Linked DNA regions of Mus musculus: all the other regions are linked to region 2. Evidence: chromatin contacts called from public promoter capture Hi-C data. All regions are on one chromosome and are shown on one strand. Each heading gives the region's core, a stretch centred on a gene start, on an enhancer-like site or on the middle of the called end of the contact. The rest is flanking DNA. Distances are from core to core; before and after follow the strand shown.

Evidence for each region. Promoter capture Hi-C pulls out the DNA fragments that hold promoters and counts their contacts.
Region 1: a contact with region 2 is called in a promoter capture Hi-C map of the HPC-7 cell line. The contact joins the promoter of Rock2 here to the promoter of Adam17 in region 2.
Region 3: a contact with region 2 is called in a promoter capture Hi-C map of pre-B cells. The contact joins the promoter of Nol10 here to the promoter of Adam17 in region 2. A contact is called at or near these places in 4 of 39 promoter capture datasets (the HPC-7 cell line, cranial neural crest, maxillary cranial neural crest and 1 more).
Region 4: a promoter capture Hi-C map of cranial neural crest shows a contact between it and region 2. The contact joins the promoter of Hpcal1 here to the promoter of Adam17 in region 2. A contact is called at or near these places in 4 of 39 promoter capture datasets (cranial neural crest, frontonasal cranial neural crest, maxillary cranial neural crest and 1 more).
Region 5: a promoter capture Hi-C map of second pharyngeal arch cranial neural crest shows a contact between it and region 2. The contact joins the promoter of Odc1 here to the promoter of Adam17 in region 2. A contact is called at or near these places in 5 of 39 promoter capture datasets (the HPC-7 cell line, cranial neural crest, frontonasal cranial neural crest and 2 more).

The regions. Positions count from the first base shown.
Region 1 is chr12:16,893,386-16,899,402 of GRCm38.p6, reverse strand. Rock2 (Rho-associated coiled-coil containing protein kinase 2) reads right to left here and starts at 4,425. Exons shown (of 33, transcript NM_009072.2): 1 at 4,073-4,425. The coding sequence starts at 4,213.
Region 2 is chr12:21,370,279-21,376,392 of GRCm38.p6, reverse strand. Adam17 (a disintegrin and metallopeptidase domain 17) reads left to right here and starts at 2,761. Exons shown (of 19, transcript NM_009615.6): 1 at 2,761-3,057. The coding sequence starts at 2,961.
Region 3 is chr12:17,346,219-17,352,222 of GRCm38.p6, reverse strand. It overlaps Nol10 (nucleolar protein 10), which reads right to left and starts at 3,730. Exons shown (of 21, transcript NM_001008421.1): 1 at 3,604-3,730; 2 at 1,662-1,707. The coding sequence starts at 3,669. Gm46336 (a long non-coding RNA gene) reads left to right here and starts at 3,821. Exons shown (of 2, transcript XR_001780553.2): 1 at 3,821-3,941.
Region 4 is chr12:17,687,066-17,692,784 of GRCm38.p6, reverse strand. It overlaps Hpcal1 (hippocalcin-like 1), which reads right to left and starts at 1,976. Exons shown (of 5, transcript NM_001361645.1): 1 at 1,739-1,976.
Region 5 is chr12:17,543,108-17,548,474 of GRCm38.p6, reverse strand. It overlaps Odc1 (ornithine decarboxylase, structural 1), which reads right to left and starts at 3,602. Exons shown (of 12, transcript NM_013614.2): 1 at 3,307-3,602; 2 at 1,282-1,379; 3 at 1,075-1,192; 4 at 669-842; 5 at 353-525; 6 at 32-166. The coding sequence starts at 1,176. Gm22748 (a small nucleolar RNA gene) reads right to left here and starts at 2,329; the gene lies at 2,194-2,329.

The DNA of each region.
Region 1 (6,017 bases), core at 3,176-5,675, 4.5 Mb after region 2:
CAAAACAAAAATTAAGTTTTAAAGCAATTAATCTGTATATTCTAAATATCTACCTCCTACTTCACACAAATAATAAGTACAAAGTCATTTTTCATCTTTTATTTTATTTCATTTTTATTACATCTTCAAAACAGTCTCAGACATTACTTATGGGGAGTGAACACACATGCAATTGTATCTTAATTGGGTGAAGAGTCAGCACTAAATGGAAAGAACCTAAGTACTGTGATAAATATTTTCATGATCTGGGGCCATAGCCCTGAGGCAGACACTTGCAAGCATGTGCAAGGACTTGAGTTTAATATCCAGAACTATCAAAAATAAAATTTCTGTACAGTAATATTTTCATATAGTTACTGGCAGGTACCAGTTTTAATAGGTGTTTCTGGGGCCAGGCAGATGGCTTAGCAGTTAGAGGCAGCTGCTGCCAAGCCTGACAGCCTTAGTTTGATTACTGGAATCCACACAGTGGAAGGAGAGAACTGGCTCCTGTAAACTGTTCCCTGACCTCCATACCTGTACCATGACACAAAACACCCCACCCAACACACACAAATAAAGAAATGTAAATTTAAATTTTTAATTGGTATTTTGTTTCTCAGCCCAGTGAAATTGTAAATAAATGTTTGATCACCTTTATCCATTCACAAAAGCCTAGGTACTATATAGGTTACTATAGCCACATACTCTTTAAAATAACAAAATAAAATCCCAAGGCATAAACCTTAAGACATTTCTCCAGCATACATGTTAGTTAAGTAAAACACATCAGGCAAGCAATGTAAGGATCTCTGACAACACAGGAACTTACCAAAGGTTATCACTTAAGATCCTCCCTTTAAAATATTTCAAAATTACTGACCTTCAAAAGAGGCTCAGCAGATACAGGTACTTACAAGTCACCAAGCCTGACAACCCCCATGACCTGAGTTTGACCTCTAGAACCCACATGAGAAGAGAGAACCAACTCCCACCCGTTGTCCTCTAACCTCTACACATGGCAGGGCACATGCACACACTCAAACACACAAGATAGATGTTGCTTGTTTTTTAATTTCAGAAGTATCTCTCAAAACTATTTTTATATAATACCAAGCAGCTCACAATCTACAATTTCAAAAGAATTGCGTATTTTAAGGGCAAATAAAGTAAATAGCCTCTGCAGAGAAACAAGATAATTTAGTTTGTACACTGATAGTCCTGAAATTCAGCGCCATATATATGTTTGACAATGATTAGTACTTATGACAGCAAACTCAAAATGATAATTGCATGCACTTGAAAACTGTAATAATATCTAAAACAAAAATCATTTCCCATCTCAAAGAAAACATAAAGCTAGCAAAAAATTTGTCAAATGCACATAGGAGACGTAAAATGAGTGTAAAGATATGCCATACACTGGACTAAAACCTTACATGCTATCTCATGTAACTTTTTTTCCTATGAATGGCTTGCCTAGCTTACTGAAAACGTTTTATAGAAAATTCTGGTATGTTTCATCATCACTTGCCATATTTAGCAATACACAACTTCCAATGGTGCTTTCTAAGCTTTTGAATACAGTAACTAAATTTCAGGCTGTTTTTATTAGATTATTAAAGGTATGTTTTCTAGAATAAAACCAAAAGAAATGTAATGTTAAGTAAAGTAATGATTTAATTGTGAAAAAAAGCTCATGGCAAGATTTCAAATCTTTAAAGTGGTAACAGCTATTATTTTGTGAGCATTTTTAGAAACATAATTTTAAAAATAGTATCAGTGTAAAGACTACAGAGTTACAACCTGGAGAATGAAAAGGCTGTGAGGATGCATAGCAGTGATCACTGGCACAGCAGGGAATGCACATAGCATCACCCAACTGTGGACTTCAACACAGTTTAAATGGCAAGGTTTATGTATACTACTACTACAATTAAAATTTTACCATGACAAAGGCAATTTGGAGAGGAAAGGGTTTATTTGGTTTACAGTTCCATACCACACAGTTCCTCATCAAAGGAAGTCAGGACAGGAACTCAAACAGGGCAGAAACCTGAAGGTAGGAGCTGATACTGAGGCAATGGAAGGGTGTTGCTTACTGGCTTGCTTCCCATGGCTTGCTCAGTCTGTTTTCTTAAAGAACCCAGGACCACTAGCGAAAGGATGGCACCACCCATAATGGGCTGAGCCCTCCCGAATCAATCACTAAGTAAGAAAATGCCATAACTCTAGCTTGTGTAGAGTTGACATAAAACCACCCAGCACAAAATTCATTCTAAAACTTCATGATAAAATTTACATAACATGGATATTATTACAACTTTAATGATGTTTTCAACTTTTATGAATGTGCAACAGAGGCATCAGGAACCTCACTCTAAAGGAATAAACGGCATTTTTTGGCTTAGTAACATACGCTGCACTCTAGAATAACACCTGTCCTGATTCTCAATGACATGTAATCAACTAAAAGCAGCAATAAGCCTGCGGTCAAATCAGCATTTGATGTCAACCCTCCTAAGGGTAATATGTCACCTTAACAAATGTGGTGTATGAAGCACTCAATGAAGGAACTGTTACTGGCCACGTGTAATAATTTAGGTAATATTTTAATAAAACAAAATAGTCATGTCACAGGTATAAACAACTTGGTTCCAAGCTCAAAATGACCCTGATAATGATAATTAACATCACTAATAATACAAGAGATGACTGTGAAATGTAAAAACATTTCTATCTGGGATTGAAAATGATCCTGGTGAATACTTGAGATTTACAGAGACTATTTTTAACTGAACTTTCTGGCCTAGGATCAAAGTTTTGCTAGCAAAATACCAAAGTGAAAATCCTGGCAGTGACACCAGAGAAGCTTTGCTTTATCTACAAAAAGGCTATGAACTCCAAGCAATCCTGCTCTGAAGACTTCCAAAATACGTCCCACAAGAACACAGGAACCCACTACCAAACAAAAACACTCCCCCCGCCCCCAAAAGTCAAAATCTCTATATTTACACATCCTATAGAGCGATACCCACACTCTAGTCAGTTCCTGCGCTGTGGCCAAACAGAACTGAGTCACTCTGCAAATGATTCCAGAAACCTCAAAGGATAACCAACGGCCTCAGAAGAAAAGTTAGTCAGTGGAAAGGGAGGAGACAGTTTTTCTCATCACAGAGTCACTAGGCTTCTCCTAGCAGAGCTCAGGTCTGACATGCTTTTTGGCACAGAATGCCTGATCACCCACCCTAAGTCTAGACCTCCAAAGCTAATAGCCGGAGTATCTTTTTTTTTTCCGACTTCTCCTCAGGGTACACGTTCACACCACTTTTTCCCATAAATGCAACTCTAGGTGCACACTAATCAAATTCGTTTGCCAAGCATAATCGCTTCCCTCAACACGACCAGAAGTATACCAGCATTCTACATGGCATTTATTGTAAATCGTGTTCTTTTCTTAACCGAGCTCCAGTTAGCTGCCTTTTCCAAGGCTCTTAATTTGGATTTTGAATGCTATGGGAAAGACAAGATGAAGGGGAGAGATTTATCCCATTCTACAATTCAGACTCATTTCTTGGCTTCAGAGCAACAATCTCCGGAAATTTAATTTACATAAATTCAAATGTACTAAATAGCTACTATGGAATGTCCAAGAGCAACTGAAAGCAGCAAACTTGAGCTAGCTGTGCGTTCCCAGCTTCCTGACGAGCTCTTTGTCGTGTGCCCCCGGTGGTACTCCCAATAGGAAGAGCGTCGGGTTTCTTTCTCCCTGGGTTTTCACCCTAGCTCCCACACTGCGTGACACTTTCAAATTGGGTAGCCCAGTGTAGGAAGCACAGCCAATCCTCCACCTTTCCGCCCCAAACCAACTGGGTAGGCGGGAAGGAGACCAGGGGTGTTTCCTCCCTGCGCGCTCCAAGAACGGGGGCGGCCGAGATGACACTCGCTCGGCAGGGAGGTGGACCCGAGAATCCCAGGTGGGGTCTCCACTCTGGAACCTGGGTCTCCAGCTCCCCGGGCAGCCGGAAGCGGGGCGGGTGGGCCGAGGGGGGACCAGGCAGGGCGGGGAGTTCCCTCCCTAGCCCGCACCTACCAGCAGACTCTCCACGTTGATGGGCGAGCGAGGGTCTCGGATGAGCGCCTCCAGCTTCCTCTGACGGCCGGCGCCCGCCCCGTCCCCCGGCGCGGTCTCGGGGGCGCCGGGCATTTTCCCCGTCGGCGGGGGCCGGCTCATGCCGCTTCGCCGGGCCTAGCGCCGCCCGCGGAACCTCCGCCCCGGCACGCCGCGCGCCGCTGTCTGAGGAGCCGCCCGGCCCGGCCGGGAGCAGCGAGGCACACGGCGTCCCCGCCCCTCAGCCGCACGCGCGCCGCCCGGCCCGTAGCGAGCTCGCCAGGACCCGGCGGGCGGGAGCGGGGAAGGGGCGCCCGCGCCGCACCACCCCGCCCTCGGGGCTCAGGCCGCTAGGGCCGTCGCCCGTCCACCCGCATATCGCCGCCGGCCGCCTCGCGCGCCCACACGCCCGCTCCCCTCACACGCAGTCGGAGCCGCGTCCCTACTCGGCCGCGCGCCGCCGCTACCCACAAGCCCCTCCGCCCGCGGTCGGCTGCGCGCGGCCCGGCCCCGCCCCGCCCACCCCGGCGCGGCCCCGCGGCACGCCCCGCCCCTGGCCTCCGGCCACGCCCCGCCACCGGGCTGAGCAGCCAGGCTTCTTTTCCGTTCCCGCCGCCTGGCTAGTCTCCCTGCCTCGTCGGGCCGGTTCGCGGGACTGGGAGGCGGGACGGATGGCAGCGCGGTGCCCCGTGGTCCCCGTCGTGTGTCCCACGTCGCCGGCCGGACCCAGAGGCCTAGTTGACGTCCGCGCCCCCCGCCCGCTGTGTCCCGCTGACTCAGCGCGCAGCTATGCAAGCCGCGCCGAACTGCTGCGCCCCGGGTCAGCGCCCTTCCCAGGCCTGGTGCGCCTGAGGCCTGCGCCTGGGGCTCCCAGGGGGCGGGGAGGCCGCGCCCCTAGCCCGCGCTAAGAGTGTGGGACTCGTTTGAATCCTGTTGAGTCCCGGAGCTGGGAGGCCTGGAGGAGTTGTTTCTGCCTCCGGGTCATAAATCCTAAACTCTCAGAAACCTTTGTGCCCTTCCCTGACCAAGGTGCCCGCCTGGCCTTAGACCTTAGACACTGGCCAGGCGGAGGGAACAGGAGGCAATAAGGAAGCGCTTCTGCATCCGCGGGGCCCTTGCTTTTGGAGAGTGAAAGAGAGGGGCTGCTTCTCCGCATTCCTGCCCTCTCCTTGCCCCCTAGCCATTGGTCAGATCCTCTCAGGGCGCAATCGGAAAACTATGTGCCAAGAGCTATAAAACTGTTCACAGAGCCCCTTTGACCCAGTAAGGCCATTTAAGGAAGTCCAAGTGTAAGGAAATGATCCGAAAAGAGGAGGACTTTGCGTGGAGATGTTTACAGCAGGGCTATTCAGAATGTTCGCAATGACCAAAACCCTGGGAGTGGACCCAATCTTCCAGCAGCTGAATAATCCAAACAAGCTCTTGTCATATTCACGGGAAGAATCCTACGGGTATTGCAAGCCGGTTGAGACTAGGGAAAATTTACCGGAAGTGAAAAAATGCAAAGGGGATTATGAACACTTTGAAATGAGCAGCTAAACAAGTGAGAGAACACACTTGCTCCTAACTGAATGGGATTTTCCCCCCACTTCTAAAGATGTCAAGTAGGGTGGTGGCCTCATAGGTCTTTAATGCCAGCTCTGGGGAGAGACAGAGGCAGGAGGGTTTGAGGCTAACCTAAGTCTAGAGAATGAGTCCCAGGACAACCAGAGCTACACAGAGAAAACTTGTCTTGAAAACAACAACAAAAAAATGCTAAAAAGCATATTGAATTTTTAAATTTGAAAACTTGTACTTATGGAAGCTAGAGTGTAATGCCCCTGAATAGTGAACTGTAGAGCTCCCTGGGGTGTCAAGGTAAATATGCAGGTAGGCTACAGCCCTGGCCTGGCCAAAATTGCATGCACTTCACCCAGCGCAGGGGTCC
Region 2 (6,114 bases), core at 1,512-4,011:
GAGAGAGAAGGATAGAGGGCAAAGGGGGGGGTATAGACCTCTGTAGGCTACTTCCTGGGTAAGAGAGAGAAGGATAGAGGGCAAAGGGGGGGGGTGTAGACCTCTATAGGCTACTTCCTGCTCAGTAGGAACGTTGAGTTTCTTGGGGCTGTCCAATCTTGGTTGTCAGGATATCTCCAGTTTCCTCTTGTCTCTGATCGATCAGGGACAATTGACAATCGGTAACAAAGTCAATGGGAAGCAGAAGCCACCACAGGCCCTCTCGGGGACTTTCCCATTTATACCTCAGTCCCCAGAATTAAATTATCTGCAGGTGGCAAAGATCACACCCCTGCTAGTGCCTGAGGCAAATCCTAATCACCTGCTGTGAAGCAGCCTCTTATCTCACACCTGGGATTAAAACAAAACATTCTCCTAACTGGTTTTTTAAAGAAACTAAAATTCTCACCACAAAGCTGCATTTTTTTTTTTGAGACTTGAGAATTCATATTTCTTGAAGGGCTAGCTTTATCAACTTTATTCAGCAGCAGAAAAAAGCATCCAAATTAAGGTTTTATGACAGATAGGGTGAGACAGTTAGGGCTTCAAGGTGGCTCAGTGAGTGGGTAGATATTATGGGGGTGATTTTTTTCTCTTAAAAAAACAAAAACAAAAGACTAAGATAAAGGCTTGTAGCCAAGTGTGATGGCCCATGCCATCATCCTAGCGACAGGGAGGCTGAAGCTGGAAGGCCTGGGCAGGGTTACAAAATGAGCCTAGCTCATAAAGCCCATCACACTTTTCCCCCTGCTAGGACAAATCCCCCAAAAATAAACCCTTGAGGGTCAGGCTTCGACTGTCAGTTTTGGGACTCTTGATTTAACATAGCCCTGGCTGTTGTTCTGTGTCAGCCTCCTAGTGCTGGGATGGCAGGCATGGGTCACCACCAAGCTGTAGGTGCCAGTTCTGCCCTGCAGGCTTTTATCCAGCATGGCCCTCTGAGATGTTCCTCTGGCTCTTCATCTCCCCCAGGTGGAGTTATTTTATCCTAAAGATATGGACTATTGTCAAATCAAAGATGAATTTCAAATTGGAATCTTAATTTGAATACTGACTTGTGAATGTTGAAGACTACTTAAAATTGGGACTTATCCTGAAAACTTGTTATGATAAAGTGGATCAGGAGTTTTTTAAAAATTAGCACAGTGAAGCCAGCCTGGTCTACAGAGTGAGTTCCAGGACAGCCAGGACCACACACAGAAATCCTGTCTCGAAAAACAACAACAAAAAACCCAACAAAAACAGACACCCCTCCCCCCCCCAAAAAAAACCCAACAAACCAAAAACCTAGCACAGTGGTACTCAACCCCTTGGGTCAGTATCCCTTTGGGGGGTGCAGGGTCCCATTATCAGGTACCCTGCAGTTATTTACATTACCGTTTATAGCCGTAGCAAAATTATAGTCATGAAGCTGCAATTAAACAATTATGGTTCAGGGTCTCCACACATGAGGAACTGTAGTAGAGGGTCCAAAGCATTAGGAAGGCTGAGTGCCACTGAAATAGCATTTACTAAACATAGCTCAGCTGCACAAAAGCTAGGCGACACAAACAATATAATCTGCAGTCAACTAAAGTTACAAACCTGGGGACATGGAGCCTGGACACTCAAGAGAAATATCATAGCATTTCTATTATTAAAAAGCTGGCATCTACCGGGCGGTGGTGGCGCACGCCTTTAATCCCAGCACTCGGGAGGCAGAGGCAGGCGGATTTCTGAGTTCAAGGCCAGCCTGGCCTACAGAGTGAGTTCCAAGACAGCCAGGGTTATACAGAGAAACCCTGTCTCGAAAAAAACAAAACAAAACAAAACAAAACAAAACAAAACAAAAAAAAGCTGGCATCTAATTTGTGGGGGTGACTTTCTTTTTTGGTTAGGTATTCCTTGAATGTGTACCTAGTGAAAGTGTTTATACCTCGGTTGTACAGACTAGTTTAGCTAACATGCCCCCCAAAAAAATGTGCAAAGTCAGTAACTGTTGAAAATGTTGCAAGACATTCCACAACGAACAAATTTAAATCAGTTTATCTTTTTCTGGAAGACGACTTGAAATCTGACCAGGGCTATTAATGTTCAGTACCACAAACAATAACACAGGGAAAAAAAAAAAAAAAAAGACCGCAAAACCACAAGGGGTCGAGTAGGGAAACCAACTACAAGAGTTAGGGGGTAGATGGTCGCTCCTGTTCACTAGGAGACTGCCTAGAGTAAGGAACCAAGGAGCAAATAAATGTCTTTGCATAAGTCTATGTACAGTCCCCTGAGCATTTTCAGTGACAAGAGACCTAGTCTCCCGCAGCAAGTCGCCGAACAGCACACCCGATCCGCGTGGGGCGGATCTCCAGGGCACTGTGGCCGACTTCACGCCCCCATCCCATAGGCAGGTAGTTGACCCCACGCCAGACTTCACAGACCCTTCAATAAAGACGCTGAAGGGGACTTTAATCACGAAGAAGGTCGCACCTGTCTAAGGACCTGCCCATCCTCTCCCACCTTCGTTCCCCGCGGTCACCCGGGGACAGAGGCGAGAGAGAGAGGGTCGAGTCAGGACGCCGCCAGCTGAAGGCCAGGAAGGCGCCAAGCAGGCCCCAGAGGGACCAGGAAGGAACAGAGCCCAGAAGATGGCGTTCTGCCGGCGCCGCGCCGGGGCGGGGCGAGCCACGCCTCCCACAATGCTCTACGGCACCCTTCTTCCGGCTGTGGGCCGCGGGGTGGTCTCCGGCTGCGGCCGGAAACGAGTTAAGCCGCTCTCAGCGAGCGCCGCCTGCACTTCCGGGGACGTGAGCCTAGCTTCCCTGTAGGCGGCGCGGGAGGGAGAAGTTTGCAGGGCCGTGCTGGGAAGATCACCTCCGCTCCCAATGTGAGCAGTTTCCCGAACGCTCTTTCGGAGAAGGTTTCCCAGAGAGGTGGTGGACGGGAACATGAGGCGGCGTCTCCTCATCCTGACCACTTTGGTGCCTTTCGTCCTGGCACCCCGACCTCCGGAGGAAGCAGGCTCTGGCTCCCATCCGCGACTTGGTAAAGAGTTCGGGGAGCAAACTGACTTATCTGACCCCAGAGTGATTGGAGGGACGCGCCGGGGTGCTAGGGGCGGGATATTGGGCTCCCGTGGCGCGTCCCGAAGTTTTCAAGTGAAGGAAGGGGGGTGTGGCTCTCGGTGTTTAGAGAGAGAAAAAGAGATGGGCTTGTCTCTCAGTGAGGAGGGAAATCCTGGAGGGGTCTCCCATAGGGACCGAGGGCCTGGGACGGGCAAGTTCTCCCAGGTTTATTTCTGGAATATTTAGAAAAGAGGTGTTGGCACATGGATGGTTCGTTTGTGGAGTGTGAGATTTGGTCGAGGTCCTTTACTTGCTAACAAGTGAATCTAAGGTGTTAGGTGTTTCTGCTGAAAGCAAGACCCTGGGAAGAAAGGACAGTCCCAAAGCTCTCCACCACTTGTTGGCTCTCAGAGGCTAACTTGAAGTTATATGTAGGAGGTACTGAATGCAGTACCTGGTTGGAAGGTGGCGACTGATGTAGTTTCATTTGCATTTTTCGACTGTATTTGGAATCTTGCATTGGATTTCGAGATCATCCGTCTTGTTGGAGAGGTGCTTAGCTGAGAGAGCGAGGCTCAAACTTCCAAGCCAATTCTTGAATTGGCTTGTCAAGATGAATGTTTTCCTTGCAATTTTTAACAGATCACCAGGGATAACCCATTTAAATTGCCTAGAAACTTAGGGTTTCTACTTTAATTTTTTTAGAGATTGGATTTTAAGGAAAGGCATGCTTTAGAAGTTTTGAATTGAAATTGGCGATAGGCAATTTACTCGCTATCCTAGGATCCTTTAGCTTGCAAAAGTGGCTAAGACATTTCAGTTAATCAGTAACAAAGTGTCAAATAGTTTTGATGATAGGGAACTTAGCAAGTGTCTTAGAATCTTTTAGCTTGCAAATGTTGCCATCTAAGGCATTTCAGCTAATCAATAACAAAGTGTGAAACAGCGTGTTCCCAATTGTGTGAAGTTACGATCATGTCATTATAGTATTTTATTATTCAGATTGAAACCCTATGGGTTTTTTTTTCTAAGATGTATGTATGTATGTATGTATGTATGTATGTATGTATGTATGTGAGTACACTGTAGCTGTCAGACACACCAGAAGAGGGCATCAGATCGCATTACAAATGGTTGTGAGCCACCACCATGTGGTTGCTGGGAATTGAACTCAGGACCTTTGGAAGAGCAGTTGGTGCTCTTAACTGCTGAGCCATCTCTCCAGCCCCGCCTCCCCCCCCCCCCCTTTCTTTTAAATGTCTGTTTTGAGACAGGGTCTCACTATGTATCTCTAGTTGGCCTGGAACTCACAATGCAGACCAGGCTGGTTTTGAACTCATAGAGATCTATCTACCTCTGACCCAAGAGGTGGATTAAAGACCTTGCACCATCACTCCCAGTCTTGTGTTGGTTTTTTTACCTTGTGTTTTCGTCTTATTTACTAAACAGGGTTGTGGTTGACTGGAGTAGACACTGAATGTGTTTTATGTTTGTATCCAAATAACTTTCTTGTGTGTTTGCATTTTAAATGGTTATGTATGTGACAAATTTAGAGAACGGCAAAGGAGCTAGTTAGAAAGTGCTGAAATCTAAGTTGATAGAATCTGAAGGAAGAAATTTCAGGATGGATAGAGATAAGGACATACTTCATTTTAAGGATGCTATAAAGAATTTATTCTCTTGCATTTGAGACAGTAAAGTGATTTTTTTTTTTTTGCACCGTTCTGACACACCTTCTTACCATTCTCCTGACCAGGAGTAGGAAGAAAAACATGAATCCTAGGGAGTCATACCAGTGTAGAGGAAAACTACATTATCTCTAGACTGATTCTCAGCAATGTAAACAAATCATAAAAATTTAAAAATATTTATTTATTTATTTATTTATTTTTCTTTTGGTTTTTCGAGACAGGGTTTCTCTGTCTAGCCCTGGCTGTCCTGGAACTCACTCTGTAGACCAGGCTGGCCTTGAACTCAGAAATCCGCCTGCCTCTGCCTCCCAAGTGCTGGGATTACAGGCGTGCGCCACCACGCCCGGTAAAAATATTTATTTTTAAAACAGTCTGACTTGATAGGCCTGGCTATCCTGGAACTTTCTATGCAGACCAGGCTGGCTTTGAACTCATGGATCAGCCTTTCCCTCCAGAATGCTTGCATGGATTGTCTTCTTTCTTTCTTTATAAATTTTTAAAGAATTTTTTTTTTAAACCCACATCCTGAACCTTGAAGAAATCCCCTCTACGTCAGGTCTGCTCTCTCTCTCTCTCTCTCTCTCTCTCTTTTTTTAAAGGTTTATTTATTTATTACATGTAAGTACACTGTAGTTGTCTTCAGACACACCACAAGAGGGCGTCAGATCTCCTTACAGATGGTTGTGAGCCACCATGTGGTTGCTGGGATTTGAACTCTGGACCTTTGGAAGAGCAGTCGGGTGCTCTTACCACTGAGCCATCTCACCAGCCTTCTTTTTAAATTTTAATAGCAAAGTATAGCACATTCTACCAGAAAACAAAACCCAAGCCCATAGTATAATCTATTGACCTAAGATTTGAAGAACTCATATTGGGGCTGGGGCTGCCAGGAATTATGCCTGGCATTAAGATATAAAGATGAAATTATATTCATCTTTGAAGGTTTATGGCTTAAGGGAGACTCATTCAGAGATCTAAATCGAATGGTTGTGTGTATGCTAACCTGAAGGTAAATTTCAAAATGTTTCAAATACAAAATCTGTGACCTACTTTTTTTCTCTTCCACCCACCACATCTTCTTTTATTAAAAGTAACACAAAGGAAAAACAGTTTTGAAACCAAAGTGTGACTTCTACACTCCAGCTGCAACTTCACTATGATATCATGACTAAGCTCATGTGACTCATAACTTTCCTAAATTATGCAATTCATAACAGTTCCTGAAGTCAGTTTTGGTGATCCACAGAATACCCTAAAAGCCAAGTTTCTGTTTATTATGAACTTTTTGCCCTTCAGAAAATTATATACATAATCAATCTTTAGTACATTTATAGTCTTAGAATCAA
Region 3 (6,004 bases), core at 2,481-4,980, 4.0 Mb after region 2:
CAGGCCTGAAAGCAACAAAACAACTTGTACAGGCAAAACAAAGCGTTCCTCCTTTGAGTTACCTCAGGTACTCTGCTACCGTAATGGAAAACTGACTTTTTTCTCATGTTTTAAAAAGAAAGAACATGTTCTTTAACTGAAAAGTCCACAATGATAATCAGAAAGAGTTTAAAGACCTCAGTCAAGGAGGAACACTAACACATCATCAGTCACTGCTGCAACAAAATACAGCATTTCCACTAAACATATCTAGGCATAGCCTCCAAAATCTTAGGCTTATCAAAGAAATTAGCGTAGAGTTGATGCTTGCCTGCTAGCTCTGCCTCTCTGTGGCCAAGAGGGCCCAGGCTAGAGGAAGACCTAGTGCAGCCTCTGTGGACCACAGCACTAAGACCTACTCTCAAAAAACTATATTTTTCTCTACCAGGGTAAGAATTCTGACTGGTCACTACTGTGAACACAGCTTATCTATGACATATTTATGCCTTGCATATAAAACCCAGATATTAAGATTAGAGGAAGGCCTGTGGATGTGCCATAGTGCTAAATAGCATGCTTAGCATGTTGAGGCCCTGGGTGCAATCCCTGGCATCACAAGGAACAAAAAAATCAAATACTGAACAAGTTGAATTGCTAGACACCTATTAGTCCTGCGCAGGCCAGAAAACAGTTTCTTCCCATAAATAACCTGAATCCATTTTGCTACACGTGAACGCCCTGGAAGGGGAGCAGATAAAGCCCCAGTCTGTAAGCTCCAGGCAGCATTTGTTTCCTCCAAGTTAAAAATCTCACTTCTTACCCGACTTTAGTACTATATAGAGCCCGTTTTTTCCAAGAAGCTTGCCAAAAGATCTCAATCTCATGCTGAAACCCTCCTAGCTCTCCATTTTTAGAGATTCAGCTAAAATCTGAAATCTTCAGGAAGGTAAGCTTCCTTTCGTGGCAACCTGAACTGGAAAATGTTTAATGGGAATAAACTGTGAGTTACAAATGGGTCTCATTGTTTACATCCAGACATTTTACACACAAAGTTCTTCTGTTTATAAAGAAAACTTTTACTGTCTGTCTATTGCAAAACACAGAGATTCAACTAACAGATAAAACTTCTGACACATTAGGAACAAAGCAGTTACAGAACTGTTTTGAACGACAGTCCTCCTTGGGCCACTTTGCTGAGTATGGCAGTCCTGCAAGAGTCTGACCACTTTTACCTGAGCCATGTCTCAGGGCTGTTGGCAATTGAGGAATTTGACAAAGGAGGTCATAGAAGGGCAGGCCTGTTTTCTGCCTGCTACCAAAACAGTGGGCTTCCCACCTCTGGGCTCCTCTGTGAAACGTAGACCCACTGTGTACAGGCCTCATCCAAACCATGCTGACTCAAGGGACAACTGGGATAAACATGCTGAAATTCCTGCCATCTTGCCATGTCGTGCATCCTGAAGTTTGTGTCTCTAACCCAGGAGCCTCGCTGCCATCCATAAGAGGGGGAGAGGCTACCTTGTTAACCGGAAGGGGGACATCACACCACCAGGAGAACAGTGGCCAACAATGCCAAAGACAGAAGGCAAAAAGCTTATTTCCCACAGCCCATGCCTGAGAGCCAGAGAACTGAGGACACTGCCCACAGGCAGATGACAAGCTGGAGCACCCTGCATACTCACCGACATTCTTCTTCTGCAGTGCTCTCTTCTTCCTGTCAGAAAGCCACTACGAGAAAGCAGACAGTGCACTTTAAAACACACCTAAATTATCTTCCACATGCAAAATAATGTTCATTTGAGAAAATGTATGCTTACAGGAAATAATAAAATGAAAAGTAGGACTATTCTATAATCTTAACTCCATGATAACATATATTCTGGATTTTCACTTTTTTTTTTTTTTTTTAATGTATGTAAGTGCTCTGTCTGCATGTATGCCTGCATACCAGAAGAGGGCATCAGATCCCAGAATAAAGTATTTCCACCCACCATGTGGTTGCTGGGAATTGAACTCAGGATCTCTGGAAGAAGAGAAAGTGCTCTTAACCACTTCCCAGCTTTTTTTTAAGACTAATTTATTTTATATATGTGAGTACATTGTTGTTGTCTTCAGACACACCAGAAGCATCAGATCATATCAGAGACCGTTGCGAGCCACCATGTGTTTGCTAGGAATTGAACTCAGGACCTCTGGAAGAGTAGTCAGTAATCTAAGTGCTGAGCCATCTCTCCAGCCCTCATATTCTGGACTTTCTAAAAAATATATTTACATATACTAAACAATTTTAAAGCATCTGTTTTACAAAGAATTATAAAAGCATAAAATTAATCCATCTAAGCTAAGATAATGCAAACTCTTGAAATGATGGGTTTTAATTTCTATATGGAGTGAGTGCACCCAATGTGTGTGCATATTCCTGTGTTAAGATAGAGTCACACAATGTAAGCTCTGTCGCCCAGGCTGAACACAAGCTCACAAATGTCCTGTCTCAGCGCCCTAAGCACTGGGATTATAAACGTGTCTCTTTGCCAGCCAAATGTATTTCTTACAAAGAATAGAAACAGACCTATGACTGGCCTAATAGACGACCCTGGATAAGAAGTGGTTTTTACCAGCACATTCACTGGAAGCTGATTTTCTTCTACAGGCAACAGTTGAATGAACAGCAACCAAAGCACTAGTCAGTTATCGTGACACTGAGTGGCTGGGTCTCTACCGGGACAATTTTGCTTCCCAGATGGCTTATGGCAAGTCTTTACATTTTAGTCTGTCATCACAATTGGATCTTGTAGGTATGGACCAGGGATGCTGGCAAACAACACTAGCAACAAGACTTGTCCAGCTTAAAACGTCAATAAATTTGAGGTTAAATGCCCCCAATAGAAAAAAAAATCCTTTCTAAAAGGGAAAAGTCAATGTACTATTCTTACTAGTTATGGCAAAATAATCTCTAAACATGTGAACTCACCTCCCTAGACCCTAAGTATACACCAAGGCAGTCTGCATTTGGAACAGGATGAGACTTTAAACAGACTAAGGGTGAGCCACAGTCCTCCTCTCTGCAGTCTGTGACTGTATTGCTCTGACTGTTTTCAGGCAATAAGGTTTTTAATTAAAGCACGTGAGAGTAGTTTCTAAACAGTTAGCACGTTCTTACACGTGAACCCAATGCAGGCAAAACAACGGTCTTGTCTTAGGGTTTTTATAGTGTGATAAAATACCATGACCAAACGCATCTTGGGGAGAAAAGAGTTTATTTCAGCCACACTTCTACATCACGGTCCATCACTGAAGAAACTCAAACAGGGCAAGAACCTGGAGGCAGGTGTTTATGCAAAAGCCATGGAGCAGTACTGTTTACTGGCTTGCTGGGCCTGCTTTCTTATAGAACCCAGAGCCATAGCCCAGGAACGGCACCACCAAGGGCTGAGCTCTTCCCCATCAATCATTAAGAAAGTGTCCTACAGCTAGATCTTATGGGGGCATTTTCTCAATTGAGATTCCCTCCTTCCAGTTAACTCTAGCTTGTGTCAAGTTGACATAAAACCAGCCACCACGGTCAGCCGATGGTAAGTTAGAGATACACGCTCCCAGGGCGATGGCGAGGGGGCGAGAACTCACCTCGGGAAGAGACTTGCCGCAGCTGAGGCTGTAAATCTTCACTTCGTTGAGGCTGGAGACCTGCATCGCAGCGCGGAGCAGCCGGAGCCCGGCACGCAGTCACAGAACGCCGGCCCACCCGAATACCCTAGCATCCAAACCCGAGGCGAACCGGCACAACGTGCGGGAACTGGCGCGAGCTGATGACGCACTTCCTGGCTCCGGAAGTGCGCGCTCACTAGGCTGCCCCAGGGCGGAGGCACTAGAGGCGGCAAGAGCGGGTCCGGGGAGATGTGCTCTGGGGTTGGAAAAAGCGAAAATGAAAAGAAAAATCGTACGAGAAAGCATGAGATGGGGAAGTGAGTTTGAACCTGATATCGTTTGAGACTAGAATGTGACAGTTATAACCACTTACCATTTTTAGGAAGTTCTGTTGTCCACATCAGAGGCCTTGGGATGACTTTCTAACAGCAGAGGACCCTCGCCAGTCTTTCTCTATATCCTCTTCCAAACACATTATGAAAAGACGAGTCTGGGAAAGAGAGAATGGTTAAGTAATGCTTTCTCCAAAGTCATGTGAAACCACTATCAAACCCTGGCTCCAGTCGACTCTTTGATAGGCACTTACGCTCTCATAGTCAGGGTCCACTCAAGCCCTCTCGGCAACTACGGTCGGGTGCTTTCATCTTCATTTGCCCCTGGGCCATGGCTCACTAGTTCCTGCTGGCTTTGCAAAGGCTTGTACTCTGGTGGAAGCCTTTTCTTTCTGAGCAGAGCGATCTGCTACAGAACTTTTCTGTGCTGTTTCTCTATCAAGTAGTGTTGGCACAGTCCCCGGACTCCCAGGTCTTAAGATGGTGCCATGTAGACACCACTCAGACCACCTTGTGCTGAGTTGCAGGTCCCTGTCAGCCCCTTAAAGTTCAAACAGCTGCTTCACTCCTTTCTGGGACGACTGATCTTTCCTCTGGGATCACCCATAGATGTGCTCAAGAATTTTTGACTTAGGTGATTGAAACAGTACCTTCTTGTGCTCGTATTCCAAATTAGACTGAGGAATTGCCAATTCCCAAGCGAGGCACAGTGACCCCCACCTAAAATTCTAGTGTCTAAAAGACTGAGACTGGAGAATTACCAAGGCCTGGATTACAGTCTCAACAAAAATAAATAAATAAATAAATGTATAAAGAGGTTAGAATCCCAAAACTTAGCGTGTAATATCTCAACTCAATCAAAAGTTATTTTGTGTCTTCAAAACTAGAAAATTCTCTGGCCTCCAGACCTTAGTTGTGATCTATTTATCACCACAATTGCCTGCCAGCACCATGACTGCCTACTTCTAAAACCAGCTTCCTTAATTCACTGTTCCACCATGCACTTTTTATTAGCTCAATGCTGTCTTCATAGTCACCTTGGCTAAATCTGTAGAGTAGCCCGTTTCTGCCTCTGGTTCCCATATTGAAGATCTAAACCTTGGCATCTCTGTAGTATTAAAAAAGGGAAGAATGAAAAAGGCTGGGCATGGTGGTGTGTGCATCCAGTCTCAGCACTTCAGAGAAGGCAAAAGGATGAGGTGTTGAAGATAATACCTATATAGTGAATTCAAGGCCACCCTGGGCAGAAGGCTCAGTAGGTAAAGGTGCTTGCCACCATGCTTGATGACCTGAGTCCTTGGAACCCACATGACAGAAGTAGAGAACAGACTTCTGCCAATTATTCTCCAGCCTCCATATACCCTCAGTGGCATGTTCATGTCCATAGACAAATAAATAAATACATAAACATTTTAAAAGAAAAATCAAAGCAAGAACATTGGACAGTTTGTTGATGTGTTCTGTTTCTAATGTGGTTAAAGATCCTAGGCCATTTTGTTTCAGCTCAGTACTGTCTCCTGTAGCACCTAGATGTTTGAGCATTTGGTGTCATATCTGAAGGTTTGCTGTGCTGGACTTCAGAATACCTCCCATGCCCTTATACCCAAGTTCTACCTGTTTACCAAGACTCACCTGTTAAATATATTGCTCATTTTTCTGTTCTGTATGAATGTCATTAATAACAGATTTGGGTTTTTTTCTCTGACTGGTTTGCAATTATTTAAAATATCCTGCAACTTTGATAGTATTGAACTAAATGTAAGGCTGTTGTTTCTAAAGTTGGCTTTTTTCTATGGGGACTATAGTTCCCTTAAGATGGCAGTCCATTTGAAGTTAATAGGACTCATTTTACTTTGTTTTTATTATTTTAAAGTGTGTGTGTGAGTGTGTATTTGCACAGAAGTGCAGGTACCTACATCTAAAGACATTGGATCCCATGGAGCTGAAGTTACAGGTGGTTGTCAGGGTGCTGGGGACCAAAGTTGAGTCCTCTGGAAGAGCAGTAAATGCTCTTAACCATTGAGCCATTTCTCCCAACTCCAAAAATT
Region 4 (5,719 bases), core at 727-3,226, 3.7 Mb after region 2:
TGCTCCAATGTCACAACACCTGCTAAACCTTCCAGCTTCTTACAGAGAATAAGTAGGGAGCACCACAGAGCATGCAGGACTCTGGAACATATCCCATACAAAGGCAGGTGGCAAGCATTCCCACCAGTGCCCCATTTCGAGAGCCTGGCTTAAAAGCTGTTTTTAAACAGGGAAGGATCCTGAGAACAACAAGGTAGGGAGGGGAAATAATCAAGGGATCTGGCAGGTCCCTGACGCAGCCCCATGCCCGCCCCTCTGCCTGGCGCAGTGCAAATACTGAAATGGGGTAGGCTGAACTGCCAAGATCAGTATGCATATTCAGGATAGTGCAGTTTTACCAGGTTTCAATACTAAATACATTTGTTTTCTTAAATGAAGGGGTGGAATTGGAAGGAGGGTGCCACCCGGACCTCATCCTCCTGTATCAGGCTGACTGCATGGGAGTCAAGGCAGGCGGGGCTTGGGGGTGGGGGTGGAGGGTGTCTAACAGGATTTGGAGTCCTGGCGAACACCCTCTTCTGGGTGGACTTGTTAGTGGTTAGAATAGAGGGTGGCTTCCTGAATGACCAGGCCGGGAAGAAAGGTTCCTGAAACCCCAGACTGCCAGTCTACAGAGCCGGCCACTTTCTCAACGCAACTCTAATTCCAGATCGACATCCTCCAAGCACTTGTTGAACAAAAGGGCTCGCGAGTCTGTAGTCGCAGCCTTCCGGAACGCTGCCGGGGCGCAGGAGCCTTCCGGGCTAGCGCCCTACGCTGCGAGCTCCCCGCACACCCGAAGGCCGTGTCAAGCAGCCAGTAAGGTGCGGAGAGAAGGCAACGCACCCAGCCGCCTAAACTTTCTCAATCTCTCCAAGCTTTCGCTGTGAAGTTAGATCAAGGAAGGAGGCACAAACCACCGTATAGGAGGAAATGAGAGCGTCATCCTCAATAAAGGCAGAAAAAGATTTAAAGAGATGAGAATCCAATGAAGAGCACCTACTGTGCGCAAGACTCTGGGTCAAGAACTACGTGTAGTACGTTCTCACACTGTCAAGATAGCCCCTGAGGGGCCGCCCTCACTTGATACAGACGCCAACTGCGACTCAAAAAGGTGGCCCATCTCAGTCAGGCTCAGGTCTCAGGGCGGGTCACGGCGAGGCCAGGGCTGGGTTGGTCTTTCCCACTGTCCCAGAGCTGAACACAGCCAAGCGGGTCCCCATCCCTCATCAAAGCTCACAATTATCCAAGTGAACCTTGTGGACCTGCCGCCCCCACCCCACCCCGTGAGGGGTGTCAACGCCCGCTGCCACCAGGCAGGCACTTTGCCCATCGGATTCTAGTCGTACCCTCAGGTTCCTGAGCTACGCACTGCGCGGAGCGACACCAACCGGGGGCTCAGCTTGCCCGGGCAGACCGCCCACGCCCACCCCGCCACCCCCACTCTGCGCACAGCGGCTCCCCCCTCGACCCCGCCAGCACTAGTCCCCATCCCCACCGGCAACTGTGCCCTGACACACAATTCCACAAACGTAGTCTGAAAAGTGCACATCCCATCGAGCGCAACGATCCCCACGAGGACACGCCATTCTAGAGCCACGCCACCGTCCGCGGTCAGCTGCAAGCCCACTACGCAGAGAAACAGGCACCATCAGTACCGGCGCACACACACCCGTTCACTCACAGCCGGGTCGCAGCGAGCGGGTCACACACGCTCCCTCCATGCAACCCCGCAGTCCCGCAGTTTCCCCTTTCCTACCGGCTCTGGAGCTGGACGCGGTCCGCTGGCTTCTCGAGCCCAAGTTCTGCGGTGGCCGAGGCTGGGGAGGTGACCGAGAGAGCGGGCGTTTGCGCTCCCGCAGCCGCCGCGCCTGCTCTGCGACCTTCGCCGCTCGGAGAGACAAAAGGATCCGCCGGCCCAGGAGAGAGCGAGGTGTGGGCGACGGCCGCTCTGCAGGTCCACCACCCGCAGCCGCCGCCAGCCCGGGAAGGAAGGGAAGAGAAGGCGGGACCCGGAGGCGGAGGCCGGGGCGGGGCGCATCGCAAGGGCGGGCACTCAAGTTTCCAACGGACCCGCCTCCTGCTTCGACCACGCCCCCAGTCTTAGCCCCGCCTCAGCCGCAGCCTGGTCACGCCCCCGCCCTTTGCCACACCCGCTGCTGGACCCTCGGTGCGCCCACTCTGGTCCATATAGCTCCCTGATCACTCGCAGATTCTCAGCGCAGCAGAGGATACGATGGGTGTTAAGGCCACTGGGACTCGGGACGGGGAGACTCTGGGGGGGTGGAAGGGGAAGGAGAGCAGGGGAGGGGCCGAGCACTGGCCCCACCTCCCTAACCCTTGGCCTCTGGCCTGCGGGTGGGGAGAGGCCGAGAGGCGGTGCCCAAAAGGGCCGGCCTTACGCCAGCACCCACCCACCCCGCCCCCGCCCCCGCCCCCGCCGTACTTGGAAGGAAGTACAGTCCCAATGGCCAGGGAAGTGGAAAAGAGGCTTGAGTTGCCCTAGGCTCCCCAGGACCATCTGGGATGCCTGCAAGGATCTCCTCCCTCTCCACATCAGTCCCGTGTGCATCTGTCACCCACTTTCCTGCGCGTGGTTTAAGAGAAGAGCTTGGCCTGGAGGTGGAAGACCTACGTTCCAGCTGTAATTACTTCTGCTAACTCATCCAGCCATCTTGCCAAGAAAACCCTTGGATTCCCTCAGCCTCGGTTTCCTCACCAATAAACTGGACAACGAGGAGATCCAGAATCCTTCTTGGGGTCTTTGCCTCCCTGACATTCAGTGTGGTTTCAGTTTCCTGGTGAGGAGGCGGGGGCTTGGTTGACATCTCCCATAATAGGGACATCTGGCCTTGTGGGTCCCAGTGGTGCTTCCTTCAGACTCCCAGCATACTCTGGCAGATCGCACCTGCCATGCCCACCCACTGCAAATATCCCAGAAGACAGGTAACCACAGAAACAGCTTATATGAGGAGCTGGGCGAGCCTGTTGTGCAGAGATGAAACTGTCTCTCTGGCGTCTCTAGGGAAAAACTCAAATCCCTCCTTCAAATCCTCCTCCACAAAAACATGTGAGTGAACTCCTACTATTCAGGAGGCTGCCAGGGGTACCTGTAGTAGAGCAGCTCGGAGGTGGAGCTCTGGGGCCTTCTCCACTCCTCCCTGCCTCTGGTGCAGAAAGGCAAAACTAAACCCAGAGGGCTCAAGGGAATGACAGCTGTGAGAGTTAACAGCGCACCACCTGACTGATTTCGAGGGCTAACCTTTGGGTCTCTCTGGCCATGATCGCTTCCTTCTCAGTAAAGACCCCACGGGAGGTCAGTCTGCCCCTTTCTGTAGCACAGCACCACACAGGTATCTAGGGTTACAGGTAGGAGGTTCCCAGAAAGTGGATGGCTGAGGCAGAAGCCTTCAGATATCCTGTTAGCTAGGGCGGGTTGCTTTGTTCTGTGGTCTCCTATTTGTTCTCATTCAACACAAAAGAGGGAGGCCTCACTCAGACACCCAGAAACCCTCTGGCTTCTATCTAGTGACCTCAGCAGAACCTAAGGTCTTTGCAGGTCACTACTGGCTCTCAGCATTCATTTAAACAACAACAACAACAAACAAACAAAACTAAGATAGCAGAAATGGTACCTCAGGAAGGTCTTTTAGGAGCTGGGCCTGGAAGTAGTCTGAGTCATCTCTGCCCACATTCTTGGTCCAGAATTAGTCATATGAACCTACTTGGTTGTAAGGGGCTCAGGGAGTTATGGCTTTATTGGATGCCTGAACACACACACACACATACACACACACACACACACACACACACGTGCGCGCACACACACATACACACAGGGTAAGCACATAAATATAAATTTAAATTAAGTAATAGCTTACTTATTAGTACTTTAAGAAACCTGAGGGTAGCTGGGTGTAGTAGCACACACTTTTAATCCCAGCACTGATCTACATAGTGAGTTCCAGGTCAGCCAAGGCTACATAGTGAGACCCTGTCTTGAAAAAAGAAAGAGAAAGAGAGAAGGGGTGGGGGCAGGGGGAATTCAGTCTACATCATACCTGGGAGACTTTCAAATCAACATGGTTCCTGGCCATAGTCCCTTGCTATTGACTCTGCAGCCTCTTTATTTTCTATCATGTTTTATTTGCAGTTCCAGAGTAGGCTGCCAGGATTGTAATGGGTGAGGCTCCATCCTGGTGATGCTGTCTACCCTTCCCTTGAACACAGAAGCTGGCAGAGAAAATAGCCAGAGAACTTCCTATCAGCACCAAGAGTGACACCCAAGGAGGTGCCCAAGAAGGGAAGACTTTGGGGGTGATTGTGTTCTGCCAGCTAGCAAAGTTACTAGATCCCCCTCACACGCTTAGATGGCTCAGGTCTAAGGAGATCACCAATCTTCGATCACAGAGTCCTTTTGTGGTTTTTTTGTTGTTGTTGTCAGTTTGGGTTTTTTTTGTTTTGTTTTGTTTTGTTTTGTTTTGCCCTGAGACATACTATGTACGTGACTTCTCTTGAAATACGTATGTGGCTCGTGGCTCATGCAGGCACTGTGATTCAGAGGCAGAACCTTGCAAGCTCCAAGAGATCAAACTAGACTGGCCTAGAGCAGCTGGCTGCTGTGGACTGGACTGGGTATATGTCCCTGCATCGGACATTAGAGTACTGGCCCCTAGTGTTACAAATTTGGAGACAAAAATTTTAGAACCTATACACACAAAAAAAGCTGGTTAGATGTAGCTCTGTGACTGGTGGGCCCAGTGGCTCTGGATCTGTGACAAGTAGCTTATCACGATAGGAGCTGAGATGCAACAAACTGCCTATTAAGGAAAGTGAAGGGGAGGCCAGGGTCCCACAATCCCCTTAAGGGGTACCCAAATGTGACTTAAAGACCTCTAGTCGGCCCTAGGTCTTAAAGCCTCTACCATCTCACAATAACACCAATCTGGGGACCAAGCATTTAGCACATAGACCTTTGGGGGTCATTCTAGATCTAAATGGTCTGAAGATAGAGTTAAAGCTGAATGCATCAGAAAGCTAGGCCCTAGAAAACAGGAGTGGTGGGCTTTGAAAAGAAGGAGAGATCAGTCCCTCTCTGCATGCACAGGCACCAAGAAAGTGCTTTGTGGAGACCCAGCAAGGTGACAAAAGCTAGCAAGGAAGCTCAACTCTGAACCTGCCAGGACCTTGATCTTGGGCACCCTAACTCTGGAGCTGTGAGCAGTACACATAAAGTTGTTTGAGTCATCTAGGATGTGGCTTTTAAACAAATATCCCTCCTATTTTATGAGTATAGGTGTTTTATCTGCATTTATATGCATGCACATCATGTGTAAAATGCTCACCCAGGTGAGCTAGAAAAGTGCACTGGGTCCCCAGACACTGGAGATACAGCTGGTTGTGAGCTGCTACTTGGGTGCTGGGAAGTGAACCCTGGTCCTCCACAGGAGCAGCCAGTACTGTTAACCCTTGAGCAATCTCTCCAGCACTGGTATGGAGAGATTTTTTCTCAGCAATGTAAACAGAAGACATGAAGCATGCTCCTTGTTCTTTTCCCTAACCTCTGCTTGGTCGTGAGGCTAGGGTCCCAGAACCCTGCCCGTGGTTTTAAGAAGGTCTCACCTTGCATCTTTTGAGGCCCTCTAGCCCACCTTGAATGCTGAGGCACCAGGAATGAGGAAATAGGGCTTTTAGGACTCCAAGAAGACAAAAATCTCATGAGGTGACTGAGAGATATAAA
Region 5 (5,367 bases), core at 2,353-4,852, 3.8 Mb after region 2:
TCAGCCTGTAATGACATCACTGAGATCTCACCTCACACCAATGACGTCAATATTTAGCTCTTTTGCCCGTTCCAAGAGAAGCCTGCTGGTTTTGAGTGTGGCACCAAACTTAACACTGAGGCGACAGACAGCTTTGGAATCATCAGTGGCAATCCGTAGAACCAACCTAGGTGGAAGTACACTGTGTAAGTGCTCTATAATGCTCATCCGCTCAGGAGCCTACGTGTAGGTGCTGCTGCTTGTCTGACACAGGGTTTAGCCTAGTTCTACTATGTATAGGAATAAATAAATGAACCAAGATATGAGTCTGCCCAACAAGGCCCGGCCTTTTGTGCTCTATCAGAAGACTCACTTTGCCTTTGGATGTGCTCTGGCGACTTTCATCAATTCAATTTCACTGTCAAAAGTCATCATCTGGACTCCGTTACTGGCAGCATACTTGATTTGAGAGACTTGTTTACAAGGATTTGCATAGATAACCCTCTCTGCAGGCACCCCAAGCCCCTGCACCAACTGTATTTCAGTCTGAAAGAGAAGAGCAGTGTTGGGCTCTATACAGACCAAGTCTGACAAACAAAAGCACATGAAGTTGTCATGTGCACCTCAGCTTATTAATAACACTTATTAACACAACTGATGCCTCCTTGGGGCGGGGTGAGCAGTCTTACCTTGCTTGCACAGTCAAATCCTGTCCCAATGGCAGCTAGGGTGCTCACTATGGCTCTGCTATCGTTACACTTGACTGCGTAAAAGGGAGTGACGCGGGGAAGAGCTTTTAGCCACCTCAGATGCTTCTTTAGAATGTCTCCGAGGTCCGCAACATAGAACGCATCCTTATCGTCCTGGAATGAGAACAGGTTCAGGGACCTCATTAGCTGTCCAGCAGCTGGCCACACTGAAAACCCTTTTCCCTTCCTTAATCAAATTCTATCCCTGTTAGCAGTCACTGACATGGCATGACCAACCACTAGACAGTCCACAGTCACATTCTAGATTCTCTGGCAAGACAGGCTCATGTATGGTGCTAGGAGCTCTCAGCAGAGTTGCGGCCTTCCGTGGGCTTCCCGTACTTACAGAGGAAGAGACTTCATTGATTTTTTGGTCCAGAATGTCCTTAGCAGTAAAGCCTTCATCAAGGATGTGGCAGTCAAACTCGTCCTTAGTAAAGCTGCTCATGGTTCTCGATGTGCTTCTGAAACAGGGGAAGCCGCAAGTGAGCGGGAACACACTCAAAGTCGTAGCAATGCTCCAGCACAAATCCACAAGTAAACCGATACTTACACAGGGAACCTGGAGATGGAATCAAATTATCACCAGCTCCTCACAAGGTCGACTTAGCCAAGAACTCTGAATGCTGCCTTCTTGGAGTGGTGGAAACACTAGTGAATAGAAACACAAGATGTGATCTCCCTTGGAATCTTACCATTAAAGGTTACACGCTGCAACCATACACCAGAGTAAACAGGTGAAATAAAGTAGCCAGTACAGGAAGAACTGTGGGTGGGAATCCCAGGGCCTAGGTGAATAGACACCACCCTCCCCAAACAGATTCCACTGTTCAAAACTGAATGCCACAACTCTATACATATGGGACATCTCTCCAAAACAGAATGTGTCTCAGAAGCATATCTGCATACAGCCCATTAACTCTGGCAATATTACTGTATTACATGGCTTCATTTCTGAGCCGTTCCAGGTCTTCAGAAACTTCAAATGGCATTACAGTAACTACATGCAGCCCTGAAAATATCTTATTCCTTCCCACTTTGTTATGCTGAATGATCTTAAGTGAATACAGTCATTATCATCTATCTAGAGCACTCAAACTCAGTGAACAATCCATCAAAATTTTCCATAAGGAACTTTCATGCAGTACTAGCATTAAAACAAAACAAAACAAAACAAAACAAAAACCCAAACTCTTCAAATCAACAGGATATTGTTAGTTACTATTATGAGACACCAGTATCCCAAAGCCTATATTGCCTAACAAAATGAGCACTTCTGGGATCCTGACTGTCCTCAAATGCCTTCTAATATCCACTTAGTTATGGATAATAACCATATGGAAGGCATTTTTGGTCAACTTTATGACTAACAAAAATAAGCAAGGTCACCACTCTTAATAAAAGCTTCTGTCTGGGCCTTATGAAATGGACAACAGCAAGTGGCCAAGTAAAACTCGTTTTTTTCCGTTGTGTGACCCACTTCAGTGCCTGCAGCCTACAGGCACGGAGGCTGGGCAATGGTTAGGAGCCACAATTTGCTCTAGCATGGGACACTATGAGAGGCCCACGGGGAAGAGCCTGCCATAAATCCAAATCCATGCATGGTTAAACATGTTAAGCCTTAATTTAACGAGACTTTTGGCAATGTCAACTTCCGTTAGCTGCCTAAACCTCTCCTAAGTTAAGACTAGAGAAGAGAGCCAGCCAACTCGTTGTATATCATTTACAACTGATGAATGGGCTTTGGCAGTAACTTTGTAATTTTAGGTCTTAAGTATTTTCCAGGCAACCTTCCGGTTTAAACACGAAAAGCTTTGAGATACTGTTTTGCCTTTCTGTAGCTTTGCCTAAATAATATAATAGATAAGATCTGAAAGAAAAATGTTACTAACACATTTTGGTATGGGAAGTAGCTAAATCGTGTCAGACAATTAGCACAAGAAGGTAACTCTGGAAGATATAAGCCAATTAAAACAGAAAAGAATTCCAATCAGTCAAAGTCTGCCCGATCTTAGGTTTGAATAAAACAAACCACTACATTCTTTGTCCTCTCCCAGACATTCCTGACAGGCTCTGCCCCCCACACTTTTTCCAGTTATTGAGGATTCTGAGTAGGGTTTCCGGGACAGCCGGGAACCCGTTTTCCCCTAAACCACTAAGTCATTCAAGGAGTTCTAATTCCAAGTCACAGCTGGTGGGTATTCATTAGCAGTGACTCCCAGACTAAATTTGGTCTACCAACTTCCACTCCGGGTCATCGCCTCTGCTCTGTACACGTAGTGAAACTAAAGAAAGCAGCAGGAAACTAACTGCAGGACCGCTGCTCGCGGCCGCGCTCCCCTGCACCTGCCGCGGGCTTGCCCTCCATCATCACCCGGGCAAGTGGAGCGCTGAGTCCGGCTGACGCGAAGAGGGCTCCCATGGGGGGATCCGAGGGCTTGCAGCCGAGGTCCAGGAGCAGCTGCCTTCAGGGCGGCGGCTCGCAAGGTCACCGGTCCCGGGCCACGTGTCCCCTGCCGGCGGCCGCAGTCCGGGCCTCGCGACACGTGGCCGCACATCCCTCCCGCGTCCCGCTCACCTCACAGCACGGTGGCCCGGCTGGCCTGACCCATGGAGGCGCCGCCGCCAAACCCCGAGGAGCGCCCGTCCGTCCGTCCGTCCGCCCGCCGCCGCCGCCCCGTCAGCCGCCTCGTCGAGCCCGCCGCAGACGCCGACCGGAGGTGGCGCCGAGCTGCTGGCTGAGGGCGGCCGGCGGTGGCGGCTGCAGGGACTGACAAAGCCCGACGGTGCGACGCGCCGCTACTTATACGCCGAGCACGTCGTCATGGAGACGCACCAGCTCAAACCAGCCGCGATCGGTTCCGGCCGGGAGGCGCGGGGGAGGGGCGGGGACTCCGTGGCGGCCAACCCGGGTCCCGGCGCCGGAGGCGGGGGACGCGGGCCGGGCGCGTCAGTGGGGCGGGGCGCAGCGCGTGCCCACCCACCCGCCCATACGCCCCGCGCTCCCCGCCGGGCCTCGTGTCGGACACGCCCTGCGGCAGGCCTGCGCACGCGCACCACATCACCAGTCCTGGCTGCCAGCATGCCGCAGGGCCCTATGGGCAGCGGGCGGGAGTCGGCTGGTGCATGCGCACATGTACCTGGTCGCCAGTCTCTCGCCCCCTACCTCTCCGCCTAGGCACACAATCTCTTCCCCCTCTCCAGGTCCTAACGGCTGAACCCAGACCTGGAAGACTAGCAAAATTCTTCCTCGGCTTTCCATTCAGGGGGTGGTATTCCCTAGCGGGGCAGGCGTATCGCAGATGCAAGCGGAGGATGGATGGGCCGTGAGCTGTGCGCCGGCCACATAGACTAGACTTGGTGGCGCAGACTGACCCTGCATCACGACCCTGTATGCCTAAGCCTGAAAGCTTGCTGAGAGACAAGCCCGCGGAGGCTGACCCGGCCACTCCGTGTTATGTTGGTGGCTTCCAACTAGATGTTAGGCATCAGTTGCATGCTAAGTACGCCTTCTATCTAAGCAAGGGTCGTATTGAAAGGCGTGTTAGGGACAAGGTAAGAGGTGGTGGACAGCCACCAGCTGTCTCTCTTATTCTGTCTTTCAGGGTAGCTACAACTTTGAGAAGCCTGAATGCGAACAGAGTCTGGGCAGTAAATTTGTATCCACCAAAGTTACATTGTTAAAGAACAAGTGGGACTGACTTACATATTCAGTATTGGAAAAACACACGAACACTACAATTTGTTACTATGTATACTATGTATACGATGTTAATGGTTTGTTAATTCTCAGTTAAAACCCCTCTCCCAGCCCAGACGTTGAGATACCATAGCAGTACCAAAAAACTAACTTGAATCACAGCAAAGGAAAAAACTTGAAGCTTTTCAAGGGCCTGAGCAGGGCCAGATGACCCACACCTTTAATCCCAGTACTCAGGCAGAGGCAGGCTTTTGTTTATTTGTTTTTTGTTTGGTTTGGGTGGTTTGTTTTTGAGACCTGGCCTCTCAGTTTAGCCCTGGCTTTAGTGGAACTCTACCTGCCTCTGCCTCAAGAATGCTGGGATTAAAGGTATGTTCCTTCTCTGACCAGCTAAATCTCTTAAGTTTGAGACCAGTATAGTCTACAAAGAGTTCCAGACCAACCACGGCTACATAGTGAGACCCTATCACAAAACAAAGTCAAACAAACAAACCCCACTGGCTTTTCTCCAGAGGTCCCTAGAGAAAATCCACAACCCAGCTCCACTCCCAAACTGTTGTGCAGTTTTGTGCAAGCCTTGGTCTCATGTACCCAAGGGTCTTTTACAACCACAAAGTCCTGGGAGGAAAAACCTTAGTACACACTTCCAAGCCTGGGTCATAGTCCATAGATATTTGTTGAATGAGTGAATGAAAGAACGAGTGATTCACTTCTCCCTGAATCATGGCTTCTGCAGAAAGAAACAAGAGCCACAAAAGCATCAAGCAAGCTGTCCATACAACGATGGGATGGGCATTTCACTCTTCTCTTGGGCACCCTGCTCTTCCTTAGTTTTATATAATCCTGGAGCAGTCACAAGGTACCATGCAGAGCAGGAGAAGGGTATGGGATCCCCTCCTAACAACCCTTTTCTTCCCCAAGGACCAGATTAGCTGTTTT